Linked DNA regions of Mus musculus: all the other regions are linked to region 5. Evidence: chromatin contacts called from public Hi-C and HiChIP or PLAC-seq data. All regions are on one chromosome and are shown on one strand. Each heading gives the region's core, a stretch centred on a gene start, on an enhancer-like site or on the middle of the called end of the contact. The rest is flanking DNA. Distances are from core to core; before and after follow the strand shown.

Region 1 (5,786 bases), core at 912-3,411, 810 kb before region 5:
CAAAACAGTACAATATCAAATATTTATATTAAAGAATAAATGAACTAGGGACAGGGGATCCATTTAGATGGTAGAGTGCTTGCCTCCCATTCATTGAGCCCTGGCTCAATCTGTGGCAGCTCATAACAGCAATTGTGGTAGCCCACACCTGTAACTTAGAGGTGTAGGTAGGAGGATAAGAAGTTCAACATTATTCTTAGGTACATGAAAAGTTCTAAACCAAACTCTGGTTCATGAATCAAATTAGCTAAGCAGCTCACCTGTGATGTCAGGAAAACTAATACAGAGTTGCTTTGTTTTGCTCTTGATAAAGTCCATAGTAAGCTCATCTTATCTAAAATGGGTGGCAGCTTTTGCATACAAATTAGCACACATTTCTTTTGGAGCTTATTTAGATTTATTACTGTTAGGATATGATAAATATTCAAGCAGAAATTTAAGAGTATTATTTCATTGTAGATTTCAGTGACAAGTATCTACTTCAAAACAAGCTAATGCATTTTTATTTGCATATCCATTCTATAAATTGTTCTGATACTGAGGCAAATGAGATGCTGGGACAATATGCCTTCAATAGTGCCTCCACTATGGCACTAGTGGGTTTAAAAGAAAATAGCAATGCAAAGAGGAACCTGATTTTCTCTACCAAATTACAGAAGTATAATTATAATGTGCGGTCAGGGACCAGGAAGACATGGAGCTTTTCCTTAAGAGTTAAGAAGTCACTGGATTTGGACATGAAGAAGCAGGATATCATCTCCCAACCAAGCCAGACCTTGAATTCTAAGAACACAAGGACACTTGTTGAAAACAAACTAAAGGAGCATTTTCTCACATCAACCTGAATCATTTCTCTTACAAACTGCTCTAATTTCCTTTATAAAACAAAAACTCCAAGATCAGAAATGTAAGCCACAGTAAAGGCTGTAAAATGAACCAGTTTCTTTAAGAAATTTAGTAAATATTCATAATGATGGTCATGATCCGAAATAACTGTCTGCATGCAAAGCTATCTTTCAAAGTACTCTGATCTTAGCATCTTTGGTTTCATTGTACTAACAGAATCGAAATGTCTTTACAAATCCATCCTTCTCTTATGTATGGGGGTGGGAGGTTGAAGACTTAAACAATTCAGTATGAAACGCCAGCTGTGGGCTCTGGAGAATCAAGCTTATGAGTTCTTTCAGACACCTTGTACTCTGAGGTGCTGTGAGATCTCAGGGTTAAGCTGAGGTGTCATAAAGGAGGAAGGCCATCTTCACACAAGTCACAATTATGTGCAAGCCCAAATGCTGCATAACATCTGGCATAGAATCACATTATATTCCCTTTTCAAATATATTTTAAATATCACTAATGTCACCTAAATGAAGAATTATGGTTGTGGTGGCACACACCTGTAATCTCAGCTTTTGGTAGGTCGTGACTGGCATGAGTTCTGGGGTACAGATCAAGTTCCATGCCAGTTTGGGGTACAGGACAACACCTCAATGTCTCTAACAACTAACTCTCTAAAGCTGGTCCGCATGAACTGTACAGCCTTTAAACTAAGAATTCCTACAGACTTCGGGTCGGTGTGTTTGTAAGAGCCAGCGCCCAGGGGCTCAACTGAAGTGACCTCCACTGTCTGCCCCTCCGCATCCCTTCCCCACACTCTTTGACCGGAGCGGCCATGGGAGGTGCTGACTCAAACTCCCAGCCAGTTGTGGAAAGTGCTGCACTCAGTACAAAGGTGACTTGACACAAAGTTCGTAACTTAAACTATAAATGTGTCAACCGCCAAACTCGGCGTGAACGTTTAACTGGCACTCGGGCTGAGCCACAGCGCCGGGATCCTGCAGCGAGATGGGACAGCACAGCTGTCAAACTCAGTGACAGCCTCGGCGGGCCCTCGTCGCCCAGCCCGCCCCGCCTCAGGCCCGAGTGTCCGCGGCCCCGCCCGCCTGCGGCCCTCAGGCTCGAGGGCCCCGGCTGCACCTCAGGATGTTGTCGGCGTAGGTGAGCAGCAGCTTGGAGGCCTCCAGAAAGGTCTCCGGGGTGTTCTGGCATAGCTCGGCCACGGCCGGGGACGCAGAGCTCGACGAGCTGCCCAGTGTGGCCGACGCCATGGCTGCGCCGCGGCCTTCGCCACCTCGCGCACCGCGGCCCGCACTGAGCAGGCGCTGAGGAGCGCCTAGGCCGCCGCAGAGGCCTGCGGCCAGAGGGCGGGGCGAGGAGCCGAGGGGCGGGGCGTTCCGGGAGGGGCTAGGGGCGGGGCGAGCCGCGGAGAGGCCGGTTGCGAACGTTGGGGTACGGGGTACAAGGGGCCGAGCCAGTGGAGTAGATCTCGAGCTGTGGTGGCTGCTTGTGTCGGGTAGGGTCCCAGAGATAATTGCACAGCCTTCTTTTTACGGTAGATAAAAGTCTTTTGTGGAAGAAAAGACTCCAGAAGACCGAGCAAGTTTTTGTTATGTCTTTTTTTTGGGGGGTGGGGTGGGGTGGGGGCGGTTATGGGGAAGGGAAAGTGATCATGGTCTGTGGCCTAGGCTGGGCTCACACGGGAATTTACTGCAGTCTTGCCCTTTGGTTACTAGTGTCCGGCTTCAAAAACAGAGCATAGCTCAGAACTCTTCTGGGTTTCTGATTTGTGTATTTTCCGAATTCTGTTGATGAAAACTCAGTTGTTGCTCACAAGGTATGATTCTGATGCAAGGAGCATTTTGGGAGTGTCCTATGGATACTCGCATAAAACCCATATACAATAATAGAATAAAATGAGGAACAAACAAGTAAATAAAGTTTATATACACATTGTATCCTTTGACTCATACTGGCATATCCCTTACCAGTATCCTTAATTTATCTTAGAAAGGGAATCACTAACCTCCTTAGCTGATGCCCTTGTCACTGACATCAACCCTGGAAATTGGCTCCAGCACTGAGCTTCATACTCAGTCCTCATTACTTCTTTTTCTTCTTCAGAAGAGGGTTTCTCTGCATAGTTCTGGGTAAAGTGGAACTCCAGCTATAGATCAGCTTGAACTCAGATCCACCTGATCACTGCCTCCTGAGTACTGGAATTAAAGGCTTGTCTACCACTACCTGGCTTTTTTTTATTACTTTTTAATGTTGAAATGCCACTAAGAGTGCACTTGACCTTGATTTGTAGTCAGGAGTTTTCCATGCTCCACTCACCTTGAATAGCTGGAATTACATATATGAATCACTAGCACGTAGCAGGTACTTGTTGGCTTTGTGTTTTAAAGATATTTACTTATGTGACCTCGTTTGACACTTTATTATCTGTTGTTTTTTAATGTTTCTGGGCAATTTCTTCGGAGAATTTTCAAGAACTTCTGAATATTCATCTGTAAAATATACCTACATTTTTAGCACTTAGGTTTGTAGACCAACTTCAAGAATATTGTTTTCAGCTAGGCATGTTGGCAAATCCCAAAACTTGGAAGGTAGAGGCAGGAGAATCAAATATACATACATACATACATACATACATACATACATACATACATACATACATATATCACTACTACCACCACCACCAAAGACATGAAAGAAGGAGGCAGATGAGGGAAAGGGGGGTTAAAGGGGAGGGCAAAGGTGATGGAAGAGAGATAATGGATGGACTGTGGCCAAAGAACATTGTATATCTATGAGACTTTGAAAGAATAAGTCTTAGAAAGAGAATATTATGTTCAACAAAGTATGTTATTAGCTGTTGTTTAAATTTTTCAGTGGCTAACTACTAGCATTTTTTTTTCTGGTCCATAACAAAGTAATAATTATGTTTGTGGCCCAACTTCAAATGCTGTATTCCCAGCTATTTGCTGTGAGTGTTGACTGATCCTTGTAATCCCAGTATATAAAGGATACAGGCAGGCCAGCTGCTGCAGCCTTGTTAGGAAAAGTGCATTATGGGAGGCAGTTAGGTTTTGAGAGTACATGCTCCTGCCCTATGTCCAGGTTACTCCCTCTGCTTGTGCTTGTGGTAAAGGATGTGAGTATTCAATTTCCTTCTCTGGCTGCCATGCCTGCTGCCATGCAGTTCTGCCATCACGCACTCTAACCTTTGTACCCATAAGCCAAAGTAAATGGTTTTATAAGTTGCCTTGGTTGTGGTGTTTTATCACAGCAATAGAAAACTAGGGTAAGCATGGTTTCAGATATTTTTTGAAAACTTGTGCTGAGCTTGGAAGTAAATTTATCATATTGTGTTATGGAAGTCGTTATTCCTGCAATTCTAGTACCAGCTGCTATTTCTAAAGCGACCAAGAGTGGCATGACCTGAACTGCCCTCTTATGTTGGGCAGCTATCATATCTACAACTGGGATTGGTAGGGGCTCATTTCCCTGGATTACTCCCAGTTCAGGGAAAAGGAGTACCAACATGCAAACTCCTGACTGACAGAAACGAGTACTAAGAGAGTGGGATATTGCTGGGATGAACTTGACCATGTGGTTTTATTTTGTGGGGCTAGGGGAATATTTATAGAAGGCTTTGGGAAGACTTGGGCTAGAAAACAAGATAAATTGTACTGTTTGTAGAGAAAAGGAGATCTAGGGAGCTTAACACTACAGCCAAGGCATGTGCTAGAGAGAAGATGTTTCACATAGTTGAGAAGTTTGCCTTGTACTGGAACAAAGGTAAAGGGTACTCTCTAGCCAAGACCTCACTCAGCAAAACTTCCAGCTTGTACAATAGCCTAAAGTCTTTTCTGATCCCAGAAAGTTACTGAATGAAAAAGTATTGCTGCTAATGTGATTCAAGTGACCCCATCCCTGGCTGGCAGCCACAGTGCCAGGTTTAGACTTGAAGGATACAAGAATGAAGTGTCACAGATCCTACCTCTGTGGCTTCTGAGAGCCTCTGAGGCCAGGCAACATGTGGTATGGAATTCTCTGCATGAAGATACTGAGAGAATAAGAGTCATGATAGGCCATTTTGTAGAGCTGTGAAAGGGAAGCTTGGGTTCCAGTGGAGACCACAAGATGTTGGAGATATCAACGCTATGAGAAAGCTGCCAAGGAGGTCAATAGAGAAGGACCAGCCTAAGAGAGAGATGCAGGCTACTGGCAGGAAAGCTGGAGGTGTGGAGCCCTTAACAGAAGACACGAAGCTACAGGATTTGGTGTTTTGTCCTGCTGGATTCTAGTCATAGTTTGGTCCATTATGTTCTTATTCCCCACTTGGACCTTTTGGGATGGCAATCTGTGCCATATATTGGAAATATGTGATTTGCCTTTTTATTTTACTGAAGGTTGAATTCTGTGATGCTTTGCATCTTAGAAGAGACTTTGGGCTTTTAAACAGTATTAAGACTGTGAAAGACTCCAGGGCATCTATGAAGACCGGGGAGTAGAGTGTGGTGGTTTGAATGGAAATATTTCCTACAGGCTCTAGTATTTGAACTCATGGTTTCCAGTCAGTAGTTCAGTTTGGGAATAGTTAGGTGGCACATCTTGCTGGAAGAAGTATGTCACTGAAAGTAGTAGAGAAAACACCTTTGTTTGCTCTCTTGGCTTCATGCTTGTGGTAAAGGATGTGAACTTTCCATTTCTTCCTATAGCCACCATGCTTGCTGTCTGCTGATATGCTGTCGCCATAACCTTCTGGAAATATCCCTTTGCCTCTGAGCCATTTCTCCCACACCTCATTTTTATTTGTGTGTGTGTGTGTGTGTGTGTGTGTGTGTGTAGCAAGTGCATACACATGCCCTTGCCATGGCATTTGGAGATCAAAGGACAATTTCTGGGAGTTGGTTTTTTTCCTTCCACTGTTAAGAGTTCTG
Region 2 (5,202 bases), core at 1,236-3,735, 930 kb before region 5:
AAGCTTTATTACAGACATAAAGATGCTCGCTCTAGAAACATAAAGCAAGCACAAACCTGAAAGAGGACTTCTAATGTGATTGTCTTTTCAATAACCTAATTCAACAAGAAATATTATTTAAGATCAAATTCTATTTTACTGTAATTCCCATAATCTAGTTTATAGTAGATTTAGTCAATGTGACTATTTTAGTTTCAAATAGATTTTTTCTAATTTTGAATGAAACTCTACAAATTTTGCTCAATTTTGTATGTAAATTAAAGTTTCCCCATTGATCTTAAAAGGAAAGGTGCCCATTAAATTGTTTATAAAGTTAATAACAGCAAATTAAAATATTGCTACCATGAATTAAAAACAATCCAACTGTGTCACAAAATGTTTGCTATGGTGACAGAATTTGAGAGATGCACTAGCTGCTCTTCCAGAGGAACTGGGTTCCAGAGGATCTGGGTGGCTGCAGTTCCACAATATAGATGCCCTCTTCTGGTCTTCCTTGCCTAGGCACCAGACACTTAAGTGTTGCACAAGCAGGCAAAACACCCATACACATAAAATAACAACGTAAAAATATTTGCCAAAAGAGGGGAGGGGGAACTAGAGAGATAGTTCAGTGGTTAAGAGCACTCACTGCACTTCTAAAGGTCCTGAGTTCAATTCCCAGCACCCATATGGACGGTCACAATTTTCTGATGCTGTCTTCTGGTGTGTGAAGTACATGTAGACAAAAGCACTCATATACATAAATAAATCTTAAAAAGAAATATTTGCCATTGTGGAACCAAGTTACAGACAAACTTCTCAGATGTCAGTGCTTCACAATTACCAGTGACACTGGCATATGATCACACATGTTCAGATGTTTAGTTTTAGTATCCGATAAGGGACAGTAATTTCAATCATTCTTTTCATGGACACTTATCCACTACCTTACTATCTAACTTTTCTTCTCCACGCTCGCCTTCTATACTGTCTAGAAGTACGTATGTCTGGAGATTTGAAGATAAGTACCTGGCAAGTTACACTGTAAAGTATCTTCTCGAGGCCCTGCAAATGCTGAAACTGTTTTTCTGCTCTTCATAGAAACATCCTTTTTATAAACAACACTTGTCGATAGAAACGACTGCTACCCCAGCCTCATCGAAACCTCAACCAAACAAAGAAAACAAGGAACAAAAATGCCAACCAATACCAAAGTTCCTTAGTGTGTTCAAAAGGCGGGGAACTAGGATCCTCTGGAAGGGATGTGTTAAAGTCCCTGAAATGTGTAAATTTTCTGTCCAAGCTGCTGGCCTCATCTACTAAGTCCGGTGTTTTGTTTGGGAAATGACCCTGGTCTGAACTCAGTGCTGAGTAAGTGAAATGCTGGAGTTATCGATCTGTCCTGGGAGCCGCGTTCCAACTGCTCCCGCTGCACTTGCTAAGTCCACCTCCCTCCAGGAACTGAGCTCTGCAATCCTCCAAGTTCAGGCTTAAGCACCCCCTCACCTCCGAGGGACACCCCTGGGCCCCCACACGGTGTACACGGGAGGCTGACGTAAGTAAACTCTTCTTTTAATCCCGCGGGCGGTCTCTAGCCTGCTGTCAAAGTCGTCCCAAATACCCTCTCTGCGGAATGAGCCTTTTCTGGGGAGGCGCAACCCGCAGTGACCATTCAAGTGCACATTCCTCTGGGACAGGCCGCCGGAAGCCGTAGCATACCGGGCACTATTTTCTGGTGCTGCACTTATGGAGGGTTGGCCCGGAGGCTCGCATTATCGCGGTCCCCCCACTCTCGGTGTGCACCCTGAAGTTTCCGGTGAGCATTGTTCAGCAGCCTGAGCCTTGGTGGAGGCGAAAGCAGAGAGAAAGGGCACACGGGGCTAGGCCCCGACTGCAGCCTGACAGGGCGCCCGCCGCACCACGCTCTCACCCCGCCCGCGTCGCCCGCGGCCCACGAACAATGCGCCCGCCCGCGCCGCACTCACCACCCAGGTCAGCGCCCCGTCAGAGCCCGCGAGGCTGGACTTGGCCATGGCAGCGCCTCCCGTGCAGGCCAGGGGCTGCTCGCGCTCCGGGGACGCCGGGCCCGCCGCTCGCACTGACCGCTGCGCGCAGCACTCCTAGCCGCGCCCCATCGCGGGCCCGAGCCGCTGAGGAGGCCGCGCTGCCCGCCGCCCTCAAACTCGAGCGCGGCGCCCGGGCCTACAGAGTGGTCGAGGACTAGGAAGGGCTGGCGATGCGGCGCGGCCTTCCGGGACCCACGCGGGCGATTGGGATCGCGGATGAGGGACGAGGTTGAAGCGGGCCGGCTAGGACTCGCGAGCCAGAGCCCTGACAGGAATGAGCCGCTGCTTCTCCTCAAGCCACCGAAGCCGCAGAGTCCTCGCCGCGGTCGCCGCAGCCTCAAAGGCCGCCACTGCCTCAAAACCGCCCAAGCGGCGTCTGAACCGGTCCTCCGGAGCACAGTCCAAGAGGGACAATAAACAGAGCCGCCGTGGTGGCCTCCCTTTAGTCCGGCATAACACGGCACACACAGGCGCGCTCCGGGAGGGGGAGGGTGCGGTGGTCACCGGCTGTCAGTCAACCATGGATCGTCCAATCACAGCCTTGTCACTACAGTACTTCGACCAATCCCAAAATTTCAGGCCCCTAGGGGGGCGGGACCCGAGGGGAAAACGTCATTGCGGGTAGCAACTGAGAGGCAGACTTGGGTTTTTTGTTTGTGTCTGAGAGAGAGTGTAAGGGAGAGCGAGGCGAGTGAATGGGGTTTCCGTCAGAAGGGAGAGCAGGCGGCTGTCAAGAGTCATTCCGGGGCATCCAAAGGAGCCGGGAGTCCTGGGACAAGGGCTGTGGAAACCTCCGGACTGTGTCCTGCAGACTTGCCGCGAGGCCGCGGGGGGAGCGGGAGCGGGGGGGGGGGGGGGGAGGGTTGGGGGCAGGGAGGCAGGAAGCCCTAGCCGCCCCCAGGGACTGGGCCCCGGAGGGAGCTAGCGAACTGCAGACGGGACCGTGCGCCGCCTAGAGCAGCCGGACCCCGCGCTCAGGCCCCAGGTTGCTGCTGCATCCGCCCGACCCCCGACCGACCGTCTCTCTGCCTTGCCCCTAAACAGGGCAAGCGGTCTTCAGTGCCACCAGTTAGGGAACTTGGGGTGCTAAGAGTGCCCAGAGAACGTTCCCGGGAAGGAATGCGAACGGGTCAGGACTCCCTTTTCTGGCTACAGACCTTTCCTCCCAACAATGCAGACAGGTCCCTGTCACTTCTCAGCTTTCAGGTACACATCATGAAATAGACTTTTTTCGTGTGGAAGCTTTCTAAGAATAAAATTTGCAACGCCAAAGCTTTTGGCAGATGGAAGAGCTCTTGACTTCACCCAGCCTGTAAATGGAATTGCATTCAACAAGTTCTCTTTGGGCATACTCCCAGCCATGCTCTGTCAGGCGTGGCAATGGGTTTAAAGGGACAACAGCCTCCTCCGACGTCAATCTTCCAAGAGTGACTAACAGGAGGACACCACACCGAAGAACTTTACCCAGCTAGAGCTAACAACTTTCTGTGAAAGTATTTCCTTGAGTCTCTCCGGCAGCTGAGTGCTTCCCTTAAGGGAAACTTTGGGGTCACACCTCTCAATCGCTGCTGCATTCTGAATCCAAGTGGGGAGCTCTGAAACACGGAAATCATTTCAATGTAGTTCTTAATTAGCTCTCTGGAGACCGTGGAATTTCAGTTTATTTGGGGATTCTGACTAAGAACACCAAAACCTTTCTTTACTTTGAATCTAGTGTTAAAGCTTATAAAGCGCTAGGCAGGATCTAAGCTGGGCTGCGCCCCTGACTCTAAAGCACCACAGTCATGTTACCAGCTTTCCCAAGTCCATCATCGGGCCTTCTTACCTGGGGACTTATACTCATTTATGTATTGTGACTTTACATCCCTAAGTACCCAAATACTTCATGTTAGAAAACAGATGATTTTAAAGGTTGGGAATTTTACAGATAAATGTATGTATGCTTATATAAAAGCCAAGCTGTCCCTTTCTCTGATTTTGAGAGGTCTTGCTGTAGCTTAGGCTGACCTTGAACCCTTGATCCTTTATCTCAGGCTCCCAATCGCTGGGATTCCACGAATAACCACCATATTCAGCTCTTGTCTTCTTTTTAAAACATCATTTTAAAAACTCTTAAGCTTCAAATTTTGAACCCAAAATCCAAATAGTTAATTAGTAAAATTCATCTCCCTCTGATGCACTGTTTAAAAGTCATTGGCTTTATAAGTGTAAATAAACTTTTCTAATTATTGTTACTAACCTAGGGGCTGGAGAGATGGCTCAGAGGTTAAAAGAACTTGTTCCTCCTCCAGAGGACCCTGGTTCAGTTCCCAATACCCACGTAATAGCTCAAGACTTTTTTGTAACTCTAGTCCAAAGGATCCAATGGCCTCTCTGGCCTTCTTGAGCACAAGGCACACAAATGGTGCACAGATATACACACAGGCAAAACAATTGTATACATAGTTTTTTTTTTTAATTCAGTACACAAAATTAAATGAGCAAATGAATATTTTAAAGCAGACATTTGTGACAATTAGGTAAATCCCAACTGCTGAAAGACTTTTTATAATAAAACCAGTTGCTCAAAATTTGACCACAGAGTTTCCATCAAGAATACTGTTCAGTAAGTGTATCGTAAGCAGAGATCCTGAGTCAGACCCATGCAGGTTCTCTGGCTGTTGGTTCAGTCTCTGTGAATTCCTGTGGGCCCAGGTTAGGTGATCCTGTAGGTTTTCTTGTTGTGTCCCCCTCTTCCCCCTACAACCCTTACCTTATTTCTTCTTGTGGGACACCCAACAGTGGTAGTGGAGGGGGTGTCTCTGACATTTTTGCCTGCTTTTGGGATGATTTTCCTCCTACTGGGTTGCCTCTTCCAGCTTAATATAAGGGGAGGTCCCTGGTCTTATGGTAACTTGATATGCCATGATTGGTTGATATCACTGGGAGGCGTGCTCTTTCCTGAAGGGAAATGGAGGAGGAGTGTTTTGGGGGAAGAGGGGAAATGGAGGAGAAGGACTGGGAAGAGAGAAGGGAGAACAAACTGTGGTCCAGTTGTAATACATGACAGAATAAAAAAGAAAAAAGCAAAGAAAGCTTTCTTTCACTCAAGAACCAAAAATGGTGTTCATTCTCTAACCCAGTAAAGATGTAAAGCATTAAAGCTGAGTGCATTTGT
Region 3 (5,673 bases), core at 737-3,236, 650 kb before region 5:
ATAAAACCTCATTGTCTCACAGATCATCTCTGAAAGATCTATATGTTATTATGAGTTCTTTAATTTTCTTTGTCCTAATAAGACACTCACAATGCATTCATCCAACTCAGAGTAGTAGTTACATTACAGTAAGTCCAGACAAACCATGTTCCCAGAGTTTGTTGGTTGGTGTTGAGATTTTCACCATCAGTGTCAATTGTCCATTGTTTGTCTCAGTGGAAAGAATTTGTGTGTTCTACAAAGATATGCTTTGCTAAGTCGTATTCGTGATTCTGAGAGAGGGTTGTCTGTACTGAGGCAAGGGCCTATTCAGCAATGATTTATAAGCATCTTCGATGTGTAAAGCACTGAGTAGAGAGGATTGAATTGTAAGGTTTATGATGTTCACCAGAGAGGTAGTAATGAAGACACCACCTTCCAAAGTCACAGTATAGAGTAAAGGTAAGCTTTTCCTATTGAGGTTGTAAGCCACACATGATTTGTAATCTTCTTAATACAATGCATCGAAGCAGAAGCTAGTTTATATAAAGCATGGAGTACCCACATGATGAAGCACGAGCTCCTCTTAGGAGGCCAGGTCAGGCCACGAGTCACCGAGCACTAACCAGTGAATAGCAAGCATTTTGAAAGTTGTCTGGGGGCATCTATAGAAAATAAGTGAAAGAAAAAGTTTATTAAGCTCCCACATTCTGCTGTGCCTTAAAGTATGTAAGAATAAGAATAAGCTTTGTCTTTTGTTTGAGCTGGTGTTTAATGGTAGAGGTGTGTGGGATTGGAAGTTTCAAAGCCTACTTTTAATAAGGGTTCTCAAATGCTTCATTTCCCCACTTCTAGGCCACAGTTCAAAGCTAGGGGAGAAAAGATGGTAAATAGAACAATGGAATGTAGACCTGTTTAGAAGTATTTCTTTGGGGCAATTCCAATCTCCATTGTCAGGATAGTAGCAGTCCAGTTTAGTAGTATCAGGATACCAAACATGGATCAGCAGCAGTGGCATGATCTAGCAGAAAGAGCCAGGCCTCAACTGAATCAGCACAAGTCAGCAGGAGTGACTAGAATCAGCTAGGACACAAGGAGAAGTTCTCTGTCATGCCTCTTCCAGTGAAGTGAAGATCAATGAAGTTGTAAGACCAATGAAGTATTGCAAGACTAGATATGCAAGCGCACCATCACTGTCCATTGAGTCCTATTTATACTCTGTCTAAACATCATGTGTTCTCCCACAGGTCTTGCCTCAGCAAAACATCAGGCTAGTCTGCATCAGAGAAACACCAAATGATTCTGTATAACATGACATAACCAGAAACTTCCACATCAGAGGTGCTCTGAGAACTTCTACAGTTGTCTATTAATTTATACTGTATTTGTACTTGAAGTCTGGGCACCATGTTCTGGAGGAATGGTTGAAATGACTCTTGATATATTCTTCTCTTCTTCTTCTTCTTCTTCTTCTTCTTCTTCTTCTTCTTCTTCTTCTTCTTCTTCTTCTTCTTCTTCTTCTTCTTCTTCTTCTTCTTCTTCCCCTTCCCCTTCCCCTTCCCCTTCCTCCTCCTCCCCCTCTTCCTCCTCCTCCTCCTCCTCCTCCAGTCATCCTCCTCCTCTTTCTCTCACAGATGATACTTTGGACTAAATTTTTTTTAATGTTTTTGAAACCTCAAGACTCATGTCCTTTCTACTAGCAGAGGCTGAAAAAAATGCTTTTAGTCACTATGTGATGCTCAGCATAGAATCCAATAGAATTCCAGCTCAGCTAGACTCCAAAGCATTTTCTGGTGGAGCTGGTGGATGAAGCCCAAAGTGTCAGCATGCATAGCTAGAATTTCACACTCTACCAGGTGGTCTAGGGCAGAACACTGTGGGAATGACCCAAACAAAGAAGAAGGACCATATTGCTGCACACAAGGTGAGAGGCAGCATGTCCAATCTTAGGGGCCTTAGGACTCTGAGGTGGAGGCTGAGAGAGCCAGTTATTTGAGACTCAAATTGTTGGCACAGATAGGCTGAAGGCTCAGCAGGGAGAGAAGAGAAGCAGAAAGCTTTCCAAGAAGAAGCTGTAAACTGACCTACTTATTCTGACGATGAGATTTGCTTCTGCTTCCCCACAGGCCAAGCCCAGGTTCCCTGACATGAAATCCAAGCACTCACTGGTAAGGACGTAGAGACTAGGGATTTTTTTCAAATGCTTGTTTTTCTTTTTTCCCCCAGTAAGGATTCTTTGCCCTACTGGGTGATAACTGTGCCCAGCCTGGAAATAGTCATGGTAATGAGGATTATTTGTGTGGCGTCAACAAGTCCAGAAAGGAGTGGACAGACAGCATGACCATCTGGTTTCTGTGATCTTCTCTCGCACAGGACTCATAGAACCTATGGGAACATATGGGAGGAGAGTGGGAGGATGAGGGGGCTGGAGGAACAGAGGCAGGTGCCAACCTGTCCTTTCATTTTCCTGAGCTCTCTGCCAAAAAACATTTACTCCTCTCTTTTAGTGGCAAGAATGACCCTTTTCAAATCTTTTTGTGTCATAATTTGGGATGTCCGTTTCTTAGACGTATAGGGCAAGCTATAATACAGGCCTTATTGGCAGAGAAACTGATGACTTGTGAGTAGCTGGCTCTTTATGGTGGTATGTGACAGTATGTTAGGATGTAAATGGCATCTCTGAGTTCTATCTACCATGAGAGTAACCTCTACTCTTCCACAGCTGCCTCCAGGCACTAGCAAATGCTCCAAAGGGATAGCTATGGGCTATAGGGTTGTAGCAGGTTAACCTGGGCAGAGGCTGAACATACCAGCTGGCTGAATTTGAAACAGAGGAATGGATAGGGATTTTATGCTAACCATTCATGATATCTTTGTTGAAGAAATGTTCATCATACAGCATCAGTCTACAAGTCAACAACTTAGTGTAATTACTAAAGTAGCAATAACAAATGCACACCTGAATCTAAGGTGGCATCCTTTCCCTTTAAATATTTCATCTTTATTATTTGATTTGTGTGTGTGCCGTGTGCTGTGTGCTGTGTGTGTGTGTGTGTGTGTGTGTGTGTGTGTGTGTGTGTGTATGTTAATCCAGAAGATGTGAGATCTCTTGGAACTAGAATTATAGGTGGTTGTGAGATGCCTTATATGGGTATTCAGAACCAAAATCAGGCCTTTTTTTCCCATCTGAGAATGAGTCCACAGCCTTGTGGATGGCAGGCAAGAACTCTAGAACAGAACTGCATCTCCAGGATTTTCCTCAAAGGCCGTAAATTATCTGAGTCTGTGTCTGTCTACTCTGAGGATGGTGCTGAGTGCTGTTCAAATCCTCCCTGATCCTGAGAGCTTTCCGTGATGCTGGCTCATGGTTCAGCCTCTGGGCAGGAATCACCCTCACCTGAAAGGAACTGCCATGGTTTCTTGCTTCTTAGGAATGACCTATGCCAGTGATTAGGGTTTCTGAGGGGAGGGCCTGTTATTCAACTGGGACTAAACTTAAGGGTGAGTCCAGTTCTACAACTTCTGTAATAAAAGTTCAGCTAAACTAAGTGTGGCAACTGTATTCAAGTTCTAAGTCTCCTTGGGTTGAATTCTTTATTCCTTTGTATTGGCTGTGAGGGTTAGTCAGGACTTTCTTCATGTCCAGACTGTTTCTGGAACCCAGGGTGGACTCCTATCTTAGTTACGGTTTCTATGACTATGATTAAGCATCATGACCATAAATAACTTGGGGAGGAATAAGTATATTCTTCTTACAGTTCTCAGGTCACTCTCACTGAGGGAGTCACAGCAGGAACCCAAGTCAGGTGTGAGGAGGTAGGAACTGAACCACAGAACCAAGAAGTGCTGCTTCTTGTTCACATTGGCTATACAGGCACAATCATCTCTAAACAGTCTGATTTTGGTCTGTACTCTGGAGACAAAATACATCTTTGTGCTGTTTGAGTCTGTTATTGGAAGCTTTTGTATTAGTCAATGGAGACTAAATCATGCTGCAAAGATAGACTCTTTTAGCAGCGTAAATCTTTTGGATTGGCAAAAGACCATCACTCCACAGAAAGAATATGTTTTAATCCCTGTTCAGATGTGACAAAGATATGTATGGAAAATTTAGTTTTTGCAGAGGGTAGAGCCATGATCTGTAGAGAATGAGGACAGGTCAAGTCTTGAAGCTGCAGAATCCCAGAGACAAATGCAGGGCATGTCTACAGTGCAGGGTCTCGGTTACATTGTCTTCCCTGCAGGATCTCCAGATTTCAGTGGACTGAAGGCTGTCATGTGCCTTTTCATCTTTGGTCTTTCTAGATGAAAGAGTTCACATCTGAATCTAGGAAGTGCTTATTTTATAGCTATATTTTTTCTTATTAAAATATCCTGGATATGAGAGAGGCAGAACACCTATCCCTTTAGTTCCTTCAAGTGTTAATCAAGAGTTATGTGCAGGTTACATAAACTAGCCAGCATAAGGCTGCCGATGATAAGTTTCTCCTCCTCCCTGTTTAGTGGATCTTCTCCCTCTAGGGAATTCCAGTCTTGGGGCACTTGCCTCCCTTTCCTGTGCCCTTCCTTCCTCCTTTCTCCAGTGCTTACTTCCTCCCCCCATTTCCTCTCTTCTCTTCACTCCTGTTCTCTTTCTATTACCTTGATTCCTACTGCCTCCCTCCTCCTCTCCTCCATTTTTTACTGTTTTGTCTCTGTTCATTTGTAAGTCTCCTGGTAACTAAACTTGCTCTATTTAGTGTGTACAGCCCTGGCCAAAATTTCTCTTTATTTGAAGACAGTTTTAATAAACTCTTCTCCATTTTTTCTACTCACATATATGCTTATATCTTTTCTGATCCCAGGTTTCAAGGCTGGATACGTGTTTGTACCACAGTTCAGCCTGTCTTTGAGTGTGGAGTGTGCTTGTTTGAATCACAATGGCTTCCAGTTTCTGTATTAGTTACTTTTCTATTGATGTGAACAAACACATTGAGGAAGGAAACTAATCAGCATTTAATTTCAGGGTTTGCATACAGTTTCAGAAGATGAGACTTTGAACATCACAGCAGGGATCATGACATAAATCAAACAGAAAGAACACACAGAAAAAGAAAGACAGACTGGGAGAGGAGGAGGGAGGAAGGGAAGGAGAGAGGGAGAGGGAGAGAGAGAGGGAGAGGGAGAGGGAGAGGGAGAGGGAGAGGGAGAGGGAGAGGGAGAGGGAGAGGGAGAGGGAGAGGGAGAGGGAGAGGGAGAGGGAGAGGGAGAGGGAGAGGGAGAGGGAGAGGGAGAGGGAGAGGGAGAGGGAGAGGGAAACTAACTGGGAATGGCATGGGGGTTTTGAAACTTTAAAGTATACATGTAATAACATATGTCCTACAACAAGGTCATACCTCCTCTAACAAGGCATCTAAACCTTCCAAACAGTGCCACCAATAGCAGACCAAACATTCAAATATATAATCCTATGGTGGTCATTAAGTCATCACCAGGAGTGTAGAGCCAAGCCTCATGTCTTCTTCTGTGCCTGATGTTTTAACTGCCAACAGTGGTTTGGGACTCCATCTATATCACTTGCTATCATGGCTAATACATTCTCATTTCTCTGTAGCTCTCTATTTTGGAACAGTCTCATTGTTTAGGAGTGCCATTCTTTACTTCTTGGCCCAATTTGAATAGTGTAGATGGAAGCATTTTTGTTCATATCTCTTT
Region 4 (5,659 bases), core at 2,397-4,896, 710 kb before region 5:
CAGAGCCTCCCCTCCTCCTTGCCTCATTGCTGAAGGTTGCTTGAGGCTGTGTTTGCTATCCTAGTGTGCTATTCATAATAAGAAGACTCCAGAGGGAGAAATTGGTCTTTTGGAGGCAGTATGTGCATGGGAGATATTGACAGTCTTCCATGGAAGATTGTTGGATCCAGGCATTGAGCAAGCTACCCCTAGCATGAGGTTCACATGAACGGATGCAGAAGGACCTCTGTAGTTTGGATCTTGTTAAGACCCACTGAACATCCTTGAATCTCCAAAAGGAAATTCTGGGACGCCAGTCCCCTCCTCCATTTATCTTTTGCTTCCTGGCCCAAATCAGTGAGTTTGTTTTGTTCATACCACAGGGTTTTCCTTCATTATAGGTCCAAAGTGAAGTGGACAATTGTTATGCCATTTTTCCTGGGGAGATGGGAAAGCACATATGTTCACCCCAGGTAGGGCACTGATGATAGACTGAAGAACTGATTCGATTCAAATGAAGCAAGTGAGCCAGTGAGTTTATTGGGGTTACTTATAGATGTGTGGGGTAAAGGACTACTTACAGGTGAGTAAATAGCACAGAGGGAGCCAGATTACTGAAAAACTCTACTATGTCCCCCCACAGTCTCGTTTTTTCCTTTTTATTACATATTTTTATGATTTAAAGCAATTTAAAAATTAAATATATTACGATCATATTCTTCTCTTTCCCCAGGTCCTTTAGATCCTTTCCCAGACTGTATGTACTCAACTTGAAGTTTTTTCTTAAAAGTCAAACTAAAAACCAATACAACAGAATCCTCTGAAAACAAGAAAACAAAATAAAACAAGCCCCCAAAAGCCCCACAAATTATAATCAAAAAACAAACAAACAAACAAACAAACTGTGAAGTCCATTATATGTTTTTCAACTACCCCTGAACAGTGAACATGAAGCTTGTTCTAGAGTGGTTGATATACCAGTGTCACTTCATCGGAGAAAACTAATTTTCCTCTCCCAGCTGGTGTAAATGAATATTCAGTTGGACCTTAATCCAAGTGTGTAGGTATTCATTATTTTTTTTTCGTTCGTTCATTCATTCATTTTAAGAAAATATAATAAGGTAAAACAAAAGCTATCACATTAAGGTTGGACAAAATGGACCAACAGAAAGAAAAGAACCCAAGAGAAGGCATAGGAATTAGAAACCCAATTGTTCACAGAAATATTATAAAAACACTAGGAGCTGTAATACAGATGTAGAGAACCTGGTGTAGACCTCTGCAGGCCGGTGTGCATGATACCTCAGTCTTTGTAAGTCACACAAACCTCAAATGGCCCATAATTTTAGCTGTCTCTCCCTGTATTCCCCCCCTCACTTCTCCTCCCCACTAGATTCTCTCATTTCTGTACTCCTATCCATATTTATCTATTCTATTTCTCTTTTCTAATGAGATATATCTGTTTCCTTTAGTCCTTGACTCTATACCTATATTCTGTGGCTCACCAGGTACACAGCTTCAGCTAATCAGGGCAGCAGGGGCATATCTCCATCAAAATGGATTCACCGGTATCCTGGTACACCTGCGCACCTCTCAAGATGTTTGTGGCTTATATGAGGAAATCAGGTGCAAGTCATACGACTTACCTGCAGTCCCTGGCGCCTTTGGGACTGCTGCCACACCCGCTCCTCACACGCTCCCATAACTCTGGGGCTACAGGGTGTCACCTTGAGATCCCCAGTTCTGGGGCTGCCCTTTGTCCACCCCCCCATCAAGTAGGGTCAGTGGCTTCGATGCCCACCCGGGGCCAAGTGGAAAGCATCTGGCAGCCCTCCTGCATCCGCTGCCCAGAGCATAGGAGGAACTCTGGCTGGGTGTGGGCTATCCTCCCTCCCCACTCTTCCCCTGCCCCCTTTTTAGTTCCCATAAGCCACTATGGAAATCTGTTTAACTACACAGAAAGATGGGAATTAATCTATCTCAAGATCCAGCTCTACCACTCTTTGATGTATGCCCAAAGGATGCTCCATCTTCCTACAGAGACACTTCTCAAATATGTTTATTGCTGCTGTATTCCTAATAGTTAACTGTCATTTGATTTGTTGATCTCAGCGATATTGTCAAATATAAGATAAAACCTCAAGGAAGTTTGAATTTGCATTTCCCTGATAGCTAAGGTTGTTCAACATTTCTTTAGGTGTTTCTTGAGAATTTGAGTTTTTGCTATTGAAGATTCTCTACATAGATCTGTATTCCATTTCTTAAATTGGATTATTTGTTTTTTTTTTAATATATATGGTTTATTGAGTTCTATAGATACTTAGAATATTAGTTCTTTATTGGATGTGGAGTTGGTAAAAATTTTGCCCTGGTTTGTAGGCTGACAATTTGTCTGAATGATGGCACCCTTTGCATTACAGAAGCTTTCAGTTTTATGAGATCCCATTTATTATTAATTGACCTTAGTGTCCGTGCTAATGGTGTTCTTCTGTTCAGAAAGTCTTTTCCTGTGACAATGAGTTCAAGGCTATCCCACTTTCTAGTGTATTTGGTTTTATGTTGAGGTCTTTGATATTCTTGAACTTGCATTTTTTTTTCAAATATTGTTTGCAGTTTATATGTTAAGAGAAAGTTGTAAAGTCATAAATGGTCATTTAATGAGTTGCTTCATAAACCCAAACAAGCTAGTTAATCAGAGTTAGTACTTAGGTAAATAACAAGTAAGTAAAAGCCATACATCACAGTGCCCAAGTAATAATCTTACTAAAAGGCTAGATGGGATGTGGGGCTTTAATTAAAGGCCCATAATTCAAGCACTAAAAATCAGGTAGGAAAATATCCATTTGCTACATAGCAAGACAGTGTCAGAAGGAGAGAGGAGAGGAACGAGGTCGCCCCCCCCCTCCCGTAAAGGGTCTCTCTGTGTAGCCCTGGCTGTCCTGGAAATCACTTTGTAGACCAGGCTGGCCTCGAACTCAGAAATCCGCCTGCCTTTGCCTCCCAAGTGCTGGGATTAAAGGCGTGTGCCACCACACCCGGCATGTTTTTTTTTTAATTAAATAATTTTTTATTAGATATTTTCTTCATTTACTGTTGGCGCCAGCCTGTGGCTCTCATGTCCAAGTTTGAGCCTGGGAGGCATCCAGAATTGAAAGAGAAGAGGGAACCTAGGCAGGTTGAGAAATAATGGAAACCAAGACAAGCTTTTCCGTTCAAGGCTCAAATGTTTAATGGCGAATGCACTTATAAAGGAGGGGGGAGGCCCATTCTCACCAATTCATCCTTGGAGCCAACCTGCAAGTGACCATGTGCAGGATAGGGTGTGGTGTCAGGAATAGCTCAGCGGCCTCCCAGCAGGTAGCAGTATCTTGAAGAGGAACAGCGAACAAGAACAATAGAGTGGCTGAACAATAGAGTGATCTAGGGAGGCTCCATCTAGGTGGCAAAGTTGAGGTCTGGCTCAGCCAGCTTCAGGCTGGGGGAGGTTACAATTGCCTCCCTGTTATTAATATATAAAAAAAGCTGGACTGAGGCATAAAATTTATTTATGCTTTATAGTTCTGCCTGATTTCTTTGGGCCTAGTGAAGAAACCTATCTCAGTGGGATTCCCTGACTTTTCTCATGGTAAACCCACCTATTCGCTCAGCCATTGTGTTTGGGTGAGACTGGATACTGCCTCAGGTAAACACTGCGGACTAGCCCTGAGCTAATCCTGCTTGGTCCAATTATAGCCAAAATCTACTGTCTGAGGGTCTAATTCAAAAAACAAACATATCTAGATAACTCTGTCTAATTTTGTAGTGCTCTCATAAACAGATTACTCTTGAAATAATCTTAATTAACAATACATGGGTAAGTATAAAATCTTAAATTTGTGATCAAACTGACAGCTGCAGTAACTGGAACACTGGCAATTTTTTAACCATGATTTTTAAGTTTCTTATGCAACATTAGAATAATATTTACAGCCTTGGGAAAGCAATACCCAATTTCAAAGCAATATATCACTTTAAAACCAATATTAGTAACTTTATTGTCACGTTACATAATTTGGCTGCCAATTTATACCTATGAAAGTATGACAGCATAAATTTTAATGCTCCATTAAAGAGACATTGTTTTAAATCTTGTCTTTAATTCTACTTTCTAGGATAAGAATCACATTAGATATTATCTCAACTAGAAGAATTCCTAAGAGGCCTAGTTTTTTCGCCTGCTTATGCCACGTGTTTGAAAGACTCCAAACCTGAGTTGCCAATTTAAGGCTAATTCTGTTACCAATGTTACAATTATTTAATCCTAACCAATAACTATGAGCTGATACTCTTGTGAAGACACGCAGAGCACATTACCAGTAAAAAACCAAATGAAGCGGCTACACGTAGACCAATCAGAGAATTTTAATTTTTCTAGCGATAATTATAAAATAAAAAGCACCTTGTGAACAGCTAAACACAATATGCATAAGCTCAGAGATTTTTGTAGGGAAAACAGCCATCAGTTCCTAGCAGGGGCTTCTCCAGCTACACTAGACTTCTAATTACTGGTACAGGGCTCCAAAGGCCAATTGATACTGCTTATTTATTTTTTCTTTTTCTCTTTCACCAAATTATCCCCAGATAGTCGGAGAGTACTGCTTTTCTTAAGCTCGTTCTCTCATGTGTAAACCATCTCTTGTCAGGGTATAAGGCACCTATGAGAATTACCTTCGTTTCTCTAGATTTTCACATAGCTCTAAACACATACACAAAAATAAACAAAACAGAGACCAACAGATCCAGACACATGTGACCCTTTATTGTTCTCCACAAGCAGGCAAAAGAATTAGATGATTTTGGAAGAGTAAGCTTCCACTTCAGAACTCTGTCTCTCTGACCAACCGATCTCTGGAGACTACCAGGCATCCCTGGCTCTCCCCACTTCATAGGGCGTCCCGGGGGCAGCAGCAGTCTTCCTAGCACATCTCCTGACCACAGTCCTCTGGTCCTTACCAAGGCCCGAAAGGACAGCTGCAAATATCAAGCCGCTTTTCAGGAAACCCCATCATCTACAAACACCAGAGAAACCAAACTCAGGCGGATCCAAACTCAGACTGCACCACGCTTCAGAGACAAGGGACGAAACACAGACAACAAACCAACACAAAGAGCACATGTTCGTTTCAGAAAACTTAAGACAGACACTCAGAACAAAGACATTGGCCGGCACACACACAAGAGGGTATTCTCTGATTTTCTCTCTGTCTCTGGGAGAGTTTCAAAATCTACTTTCGTCCCACCTGATGCAGTTCCCAACTGCAGCCATCTGCCTGTTCCATTGATTTACACCCTTATTTTTCTCTCGCCTAAAAATCAGCTGAAAGCTGCAGCCAACTGGCTGCTGTGTTCCTAGATCCTGATATCACTGCTGAACCTAAGTGAATCAAGCGCACGGGTCAGCGCTCTTCCAGCGTAGACTGTACCGCACCCCTAGCAAACTTTTCACCGTGCCCTGGTACAAAATTTCTAATTCTTTCCTATCTGTGGAGCTCCATACCAGCAGTGTTTCTTCCAGAGTCTTCTGCCATTCCCAGGCCCCACGTTGGTACGCCAAATTTTGGGGCCAGCCTTTGGCTCTCATGTCCAGGTTCGAGCCTGGGTGGCAATCAGAGCTAAAAGAGAAGAGGGAACCTAGGTGGGT
Region 5 (5,277 bases), core at 319-2,818:
GAAGCTATCTTTCTCCGGTTTCATTCTTTTAATTGGACATCAGCAGAAGCAGAGGAAACAACCAATCAGCTTCTCATATTAAAGAACATCCTTTGCTGAGCCGGACTTGATTTCTGGTTGCTACAAAACAAATCTAAGTTTATAACAGAGGTGACAAACTCTAGGGCCTGTCATTTATCCTTTTTATAGCATGGGTGATACCAACATTCAGCAAGTCAAGTTGACAACTTGACGAACCAACCAAACCAGAAAGCTACTGTATAGTTTATCTGAGCCATAGTCAGACATTTGTCTTAAGTTGAACCAAATTTATGCCTTATGGACATTACTAAGAGGTGAGTGCTCCACAAGTGCTATTTCATTTAAAACACAGCATCAACCAAAGATTCAAATGTAGGATAGCATAATCAACAGTTGGAAAGACTTGGATGCAAGCCAGCTCTGTGAGATTATGTCGGGTTTCATCTTGAGCTCTGGAACTCTTTAGATAAACTTACACCGATTACCCACGGCGGAGGTCATCTATAACAGTTCAATATGTGATATTTTATTGTATATTCCTATGAAATGTTTCACTATTCATCTTGTACTCTCTTCCAACCTTCCATTGCTTATACAACCTTCCATTGCTTATACAGCAGTCTAGTGAGCATCTCTTCAGATAAATTTTGTGGATGTTCTCAGTTATTTCCTGACTTGTGAGAAGTAGAATCACTGGCACAGTATTACAGACAAATTTTATACTTTCAATGGGAATGCCAAGTTTTCCTTTGAGTAATTAGACCAAATTACATACCTGCTATTCATATATATTTATTTCTAGGTCCTGATTTCTCAGTTTAAAAGTGTTGAAAAGTGATGACAATTCAAATCCAGACTAATAAAATCATATTGTGAAATGTTAGAAATACAAGTCATAGAATATAAAGGTGTATAATGTGGAGCTGCTAGACAAATCACAGCTGCTGGGGGGACTCAGTGGTTTACAGTTTTGCAATGTGGCCAGACCCAGCATACTTCTAAACCTGCATAAAACAGCATCGTTGCAAATGGGGAAATGCTGCAAGCTTTAATATGCTTGATAGAGGTCACCAAATGATAAAGACTTTCTGGTGAGTCCCCATCTGGAATGGGTTTGTTCTAGCTGCTAGCTGCAGTGTGCCTGACTCTTGCCCTGTGCACCCAGTAAGTCATTTTTAGTTAATTAAAAATGTTTGCTTTTCCTCCCCGTTGACAGCAATGGACCTAGGCTAAACAGTTCCCTCTGGTCTCAGTAGTCAGGAAATGGAAGAAAGAATGGGGCCATAGCAACATGTCCTGGAACTGGGCAAGAGGAAGCAAGAGAGGAGGAGGAGGCTAACTAATGTTCCTAGCTCAGCTCTGCTTCTCCAGCAAAGGCTGAATGAAACTCCTCCCCTCCTTATTCAGGATCTCCAGCTAGGAGGCAGAAGAGCAGTGCCAGTTAGGTGATAGCCAGCTCCACCAGTCACGTTCACTCGCTCTAGCTCGTCCCTGAAGCCTCGCCCCTCCTCCATTCCCAGTCCAGGTTTGGAGGCGAGTCCCCTCTAGTGACTGAGCCGCCTGCACGTTGGCGAGTAGCTTTCTGCCTCCCTCGCATCTTTGTCTCCTCCTCCAGTGAGGTTCCGGCGCCCCGCACAGGGTCTGCAGCGGCCGCCGCAGCAGTAAAAGCCAAGTCGTGCCCCACACGGCAGCCCAGGGCCGCACCCTCACTCGGTGGCAGCGCGCAAAGACGCCAGCCGCGCCACGCACCGCCTGCGTCCTGCGCCCCGGCCACAGCGCATTCACGCCGCCGCGGCGGTCGCTCCGGAGCGGAGCCCGGCCGGCGGGCCGGGTCAGGGAGGGTAGTCCAGTTTGCAGTCGGCTGGAGCTAGCAGCACGCACACCCCTAGGCTTATGCATCAAACGCCTCCTCCCTGCGCCACGAGGATGGAGCAGCCATCCCAACCCAGGACTGGCGCAAGGTAAGGTGCAGCCGCCTGTTGCTTTATGCAGAGCGCGGGCTCAGCTCCCAGTCAGGGTGCTTAGGCCATCTCTCTGGGAAGCAGAGAATGGTCACCGCAGTTCTGAGCCGTGTGGAGCCAAACCTCCAGGTCTTTTTGACACAGATCTTTGGAGAGACCCTGCCTGGAGAAGGGAAGTCGACCCTTTTCGCTCTTGTGCAACCAGGTGCCTTGCAGCAGTCTGCAAACTTTTGTGACCCTCCCTTCCTGGTTCTCACCTGGTGCGGTATCTGTTCAGTTCTCGCGTGCGCCCTTCCCCCAGCTACCCTAGCCTTAAGGCATCTGCCCATTTCTCTCACTGTGTTCTTGCAGTTCGACTTTTTGCTTCCTACAGCTCCGGATTCAGAGGCAAGGGCTTAGGATCTAGTAGTGCTTCTCTTGCCTGTCGCAGATGGGAAGGGGTAGGGCTAACCAGGGGAGGTGGAACTTAATGCCACTGTTAATGTCTTCAAGAGCGGTGAGGGTCAGATCGCTCGATCCTGCCACCCCCAAATCGATAATAAAAATCCTCGGAGTGGCTTTCGGTTATGGTTATGTGCTACGGGAAATACAAGTGCTGATCTGGATGGGTGAAGTAAGTGATTTGGGGAGGAAAAATCCCTCTTGAGGTTGCCGGAGGCAGCAGAGGATGAGATCTGCCAATGGGTGAGGGGGGACGGAAAGGCTCTGCTAATGTAGGCGATGGGGCACCTCAGCGTGGCCACTGAAGAGGATTTGGAAAAGAGATTGAAGTCTGTTTGGGGGTGGGGGCGCTGGCCCAGGTGAGGGGCCAGGGAGAGGGGCTAGGTACCTGAGAAGTCCGGAGGTGGGAAGCAGCCCTGGGATTCCTGCCCCGGGGTATTTCAGAAGGCTGGCTGCTTCTGCCTAGGTTAGAAAGAGCTCCCTCGCCAGGAACAAACAAACCTCTCGGCTCTGTTCTGATTGCGTTGGCATCTTGGGCGGTGACTGAATGTTCAGATAATGGACCGAGGACGCTGTCCCTGGCTCTAAGAGGATCACAGCCCCTCTCCTCTCCGGCACCCGCTTGCTCCTACACCCCTTCATCTCCACCACCGGGTTGTAAATCTACGCCCACCTTCTCTGACAGCACTAGGGCGTTAAGGATGTGTATATTCTGGAATGGGAAGGGGACTTTTGGCCTGATCCCCAGGGGTATATGTGTGAGAAACTAAGGCGAGTCCCCAGGTGTCAGCAGATAGGCTGGGGTCCCAACAATCCAGAGAAGAATCCAGGGCAGAGGCTGATCTGGGAGACAGCTTCCCCTTGAGGCTTCAAGGTTTGCACCTAGGCTGAGGAGAGAAGGGAGTGGGGGGAGCCCTTAGCTGGGTTAGGAAAGATCTTTAGCTTAAAGCTGGAGGATGTGTGGAGAAACAGAAGGGGGTGTGCACAGCTCCTCCAGTGAGGGAAGACCTAGCTTCTCGGCCTGGTATCTGGAATCAGAGGTGGGTCTATATTAACTTACCAACTCCCCAGATATATCGTCCTGGTCGTTTCTGATGGTTTGGCAGATGCAGAGATCCACCTTTGCACCCAAGCCATCTGGTCTTCAAGACCACTTTTGGGAAGAGGCCTAGTGTGCATATTGTAAAGAAAGGGTTCTCTCTCTCTCTCTCTCTCTCTCTCTCTCTCTCTCTCTCTCTCTCTCTCTCCTGGTGGGGAACACATCACCATGTATGGGAGAGGAGGCACATAGTTCTCTTCACCCCATATCCAGGGACACTTGTGATTGAGGGCCCTGCACGTCTAGTCCCTACCTAGCCTAGTGGAGAAGCGTTTGGCGGCTGCGCTGGTGCAGGCTATGGACAGTTCTCAGGTTCTCCTTGCATAAACTTCTCATATTCTGGCTTTTTATAGAATAATCTTTCCTAGGTTGCCCTGTGATTGTCTCCCCTATTCTGCTCTAACTGGGGAAAAGCAGAATTGGAATCATTTGGTTAGGCTTAGTCAGAGCCTTCTAGAAGAGAGGTGTACTACCAAGGCCCTTGGAGGAATTCTATCACGGTCACTCCCACACCCAGGCATACCTGGGGCAGCTAGCTCCTTGCTTCAAAACAGAAAGCTGTACAACCAAGAATGGGGATACCCTCCACACAAGCTTCTGATGCATTTCTGGGGCACAAAAAGTGACCATGCCTTCACCAGCCAGACCTCCTCGCAAGTGACAGCACAGCACGCAGCTTCTTCTAATATTCCCGGATATCTGAGGTAGGACCCCACTCTGACAGGTTTCTGGGAGTTTCTAACCTGGATTTGTGCTCTCCTGCTTTTTGAGGAAATAGGGTAGAATCTCGTGGGAATTTGAGAGAATGAGTCAAAACCTCTCTGAGTGGCTTGGGCCAGTAGTTGAACCTTGTGGGGGAGACATGAGTGATAGCAGTGCCTTCTAACATTGCTTGGGTTGGTTCTGCATGCAGGGCCAGATGCTATTATGGGTATTGTATGTGCTTGTGTTACCTTTAATTGACACAATAGCCATGAAAGTGGTCTTATAGGTTTGTATAAGTGGGAACAAAATCATGGAGAAAGCCAGTACATAGAAGGGCTGGTTCCTATAGTGGGCAAGCTGTGTGCCTCAAACTCATAAGCAGATTTTGTAGTAAAGGCTGTCCACGGGGGAGAGGTGAGTGGATGAGGCCCCTTCTGCTTTAGTCTAAGCCCAGGGACACATGCCAGTAGAATCTAGGGTATGGGGGCCAATGCTGCGTGTCTCCAGAGTCAGAGTCTCTTGGAGTGCACTGGAACCCAGTCTAAGAAGCCAGCTGTTGTTGTTGAGCGTTTCCTTTCAACCTGTTAGCAGATTGTTTTTTAATTCAGGAAGAGACAGAGATGGAGACCTGTGTGTGATCTGCTTTGTGCTCAAAAGGCATTTGGAGTAGCAGTAGAATGTCCTTCTGGAGGGTGGATGAGGACATAGCACTAACTGGGAAGCCAGAGCCTGCCGCCTCTCCTGAGGAGGCCCACTGGCATGGAGTAAGGCCCCTCAGTGATGTAGTAGATTAGTAATGTGGGAACCATTGTCTTTGATACCTGGGTCCAGTGAACTTTGCTTATACATAAATACATGCCTACTTCTGATGTTATTCAGCATCTTAAAAATACTGAAGGAAAATAACTTCCTTATTTTTAAAAAAAGGTAGTTTTTCTTACTTTTCCATAAAAATCCCTTTAATCAGCATTACCTGATTAAGTAGAAAACAATGAACAAGTCACCACAAACCTGGATCTGGGAATACAAATGCAGTAGACTACTTATAAG

The links. Hi-C and Micro-C count contacts between places; a contact is called where the count stands out from the background. HiChIP or PLAC-seq counts read pairs in DNA pulled down with a chosen protein or histone mark.
Region 1: an H3K4me3 HiChIP or PLAC-seq map of embryonic stem cells shows a contact between it and region 5, with 29 read pairs. The contact joins the promoter of Ngly1 here to the promoter of Lrrc3b in region 5. A contact is called at or near these places in 7 of 39 promoter capture datasets (cranial neural crest, embryonic stem cells, hippocampal neurons and 2 more), 1 of 484 Hi-C or Micro-C datasets (embryonic stem cells), 7 of 115 datasets of contacts at active chromatin or transcription factors (cardiomyocytes, embryonic forebrain, embryonic stem cells and 2 more) and 1 of 9 other capture datasets (embryonic stem cells).
Region 2: a Hi-C map of cerebellum shows a contact between it and region 5, with 2.3 times the contacts expected there. The contact joins the promoter of Top2b here to the promoter of Lrrc3b in region 5. A contact is called at or near these places in 8 of 39 promoter capture datasets (cranial neural crest, embryonic stem cells, frontonasal cranial neural crest and 4 more), 7 of 484 Hi-C or Micro-C datasets (cardiomyocytes, cerebellar granule neurons, cerebellum and 3 more), 7 of 115 datasets of contacts at active chromatin or transcription factors (astrocytes, embryonic forebrain, embryonic stem cells and 2 more) and 1 of 9 other capture datasets (embryonic stem cells).
Region 3: a Hi-C map of cerebellar granule neurons shows a contact between it and region 5, with 3 times the contacts expected there. The contact joins the enhancer-like site here to the promoter of Lrrc3b in region 5. A contact is called at or near these places in 7 of 39 promoter capture datasets (the 3T3-L1 cell line, embryonic stem cells, hippocampal neurons and 3 more), 2 of 484 Hi-C or Micro-C datasets (cerebellar granule neurons and cerebellum), 1 of 115 datasets of contacts at active chromatin or transcription factors (stem cell-derived neural progenitor cells) and 2 of 9 other capture datasets (adipose tissue and liver).
Region 4: an H3K4me3 HiChIP or PLAC-seq map of embryonic stem cells shows a contact between it and region 5, with 4 times the contacts expected there. The contact joins the enhancer-like site here to the promoter of Lrrc3b in region 5. A contact is called at or near these places in 1 of 39 promoter capture datasets (second pharyngeal arch cranial neural crest), 1 of 115 datasets of contacts at active chromatin or transcription factors (embryonic stem cells) and 2 of 9 other capture datasets (embryonic stem cells and liver).

What each region holds. Positions count from the first base shown.
Region 1 is chr14:16,245,689-16,251,474 of GRCm38.p6, reverse strand. Ngly1 (N-glycanase 1) reads right to left here and starts at 2,161. Exons shown (of 12, transcript NM_021504.3): 1 at 1,978-2,161. The coding sequence starts at 2,108. It also overlaps a transcript of Oxsm not described here.
Region 2 is chr14:16,362,489-16,367,690 of GRCm38.p6, reverse strand. It overlaps Top2b (topoisomerase (DNA) II beta), which reads right to left and starts at 2,485. Exons shown (of 36, transcript NM_009409.2): 1 at 1,965-2,485. The coding sequence starts at 2,012.
Region 3 is chr14:16,089,629-16,095,301 of GRCm38.p6, reverse strand. No RefSeq gene overlaps it. Among named protein-coding and RNA genes, the nearest start is that of 1700062C10Rik, 55 kb to the right of the region's middle. Within about 2 kb of position 1,986, at least 4 of the 459 cell types and tissues checked have an H3K27ac peak or open chromatin away from gene starts, as enhancers often do. A contact at or near this core is called in cerebellar granule neurons and cerebellum, where this site is marked.
Region 4 is chr14:16,144,663-16,150,321 of GRCm38.p6, reverse strand. No RefSeq gene overlaps it. Among named protein-coding and RNA genes, the nearest start is that of Oxsm, 96 kb to the left of the region's middle. Within about 2 kb of position 3,646, at least 6 of the 459 cell types and tissues checked have an H3K27ac peak or open chromatin away from gene starts, as enhancers often do. A contact at or near this core is called in embryonic stem cells, where this site is marked.
Region 5 is chr14:15,435,278-15,440,554 of GRCm38.p6, reverse strand. It overlaps Lrrc3b (leucine rich repeat containing 3B), which reads left to right and starts at 1,568. Exons shown (of 2, transcript NM_146052.4): 1 at 1,568-1,982. It overlaps B230110C06Rik (RIKEN cDNA B230110C06 gene), which reads right to left and starts at 2,932. Exons shown (of 3, transcript NR_152122.1): 1 at 2,812-2,932.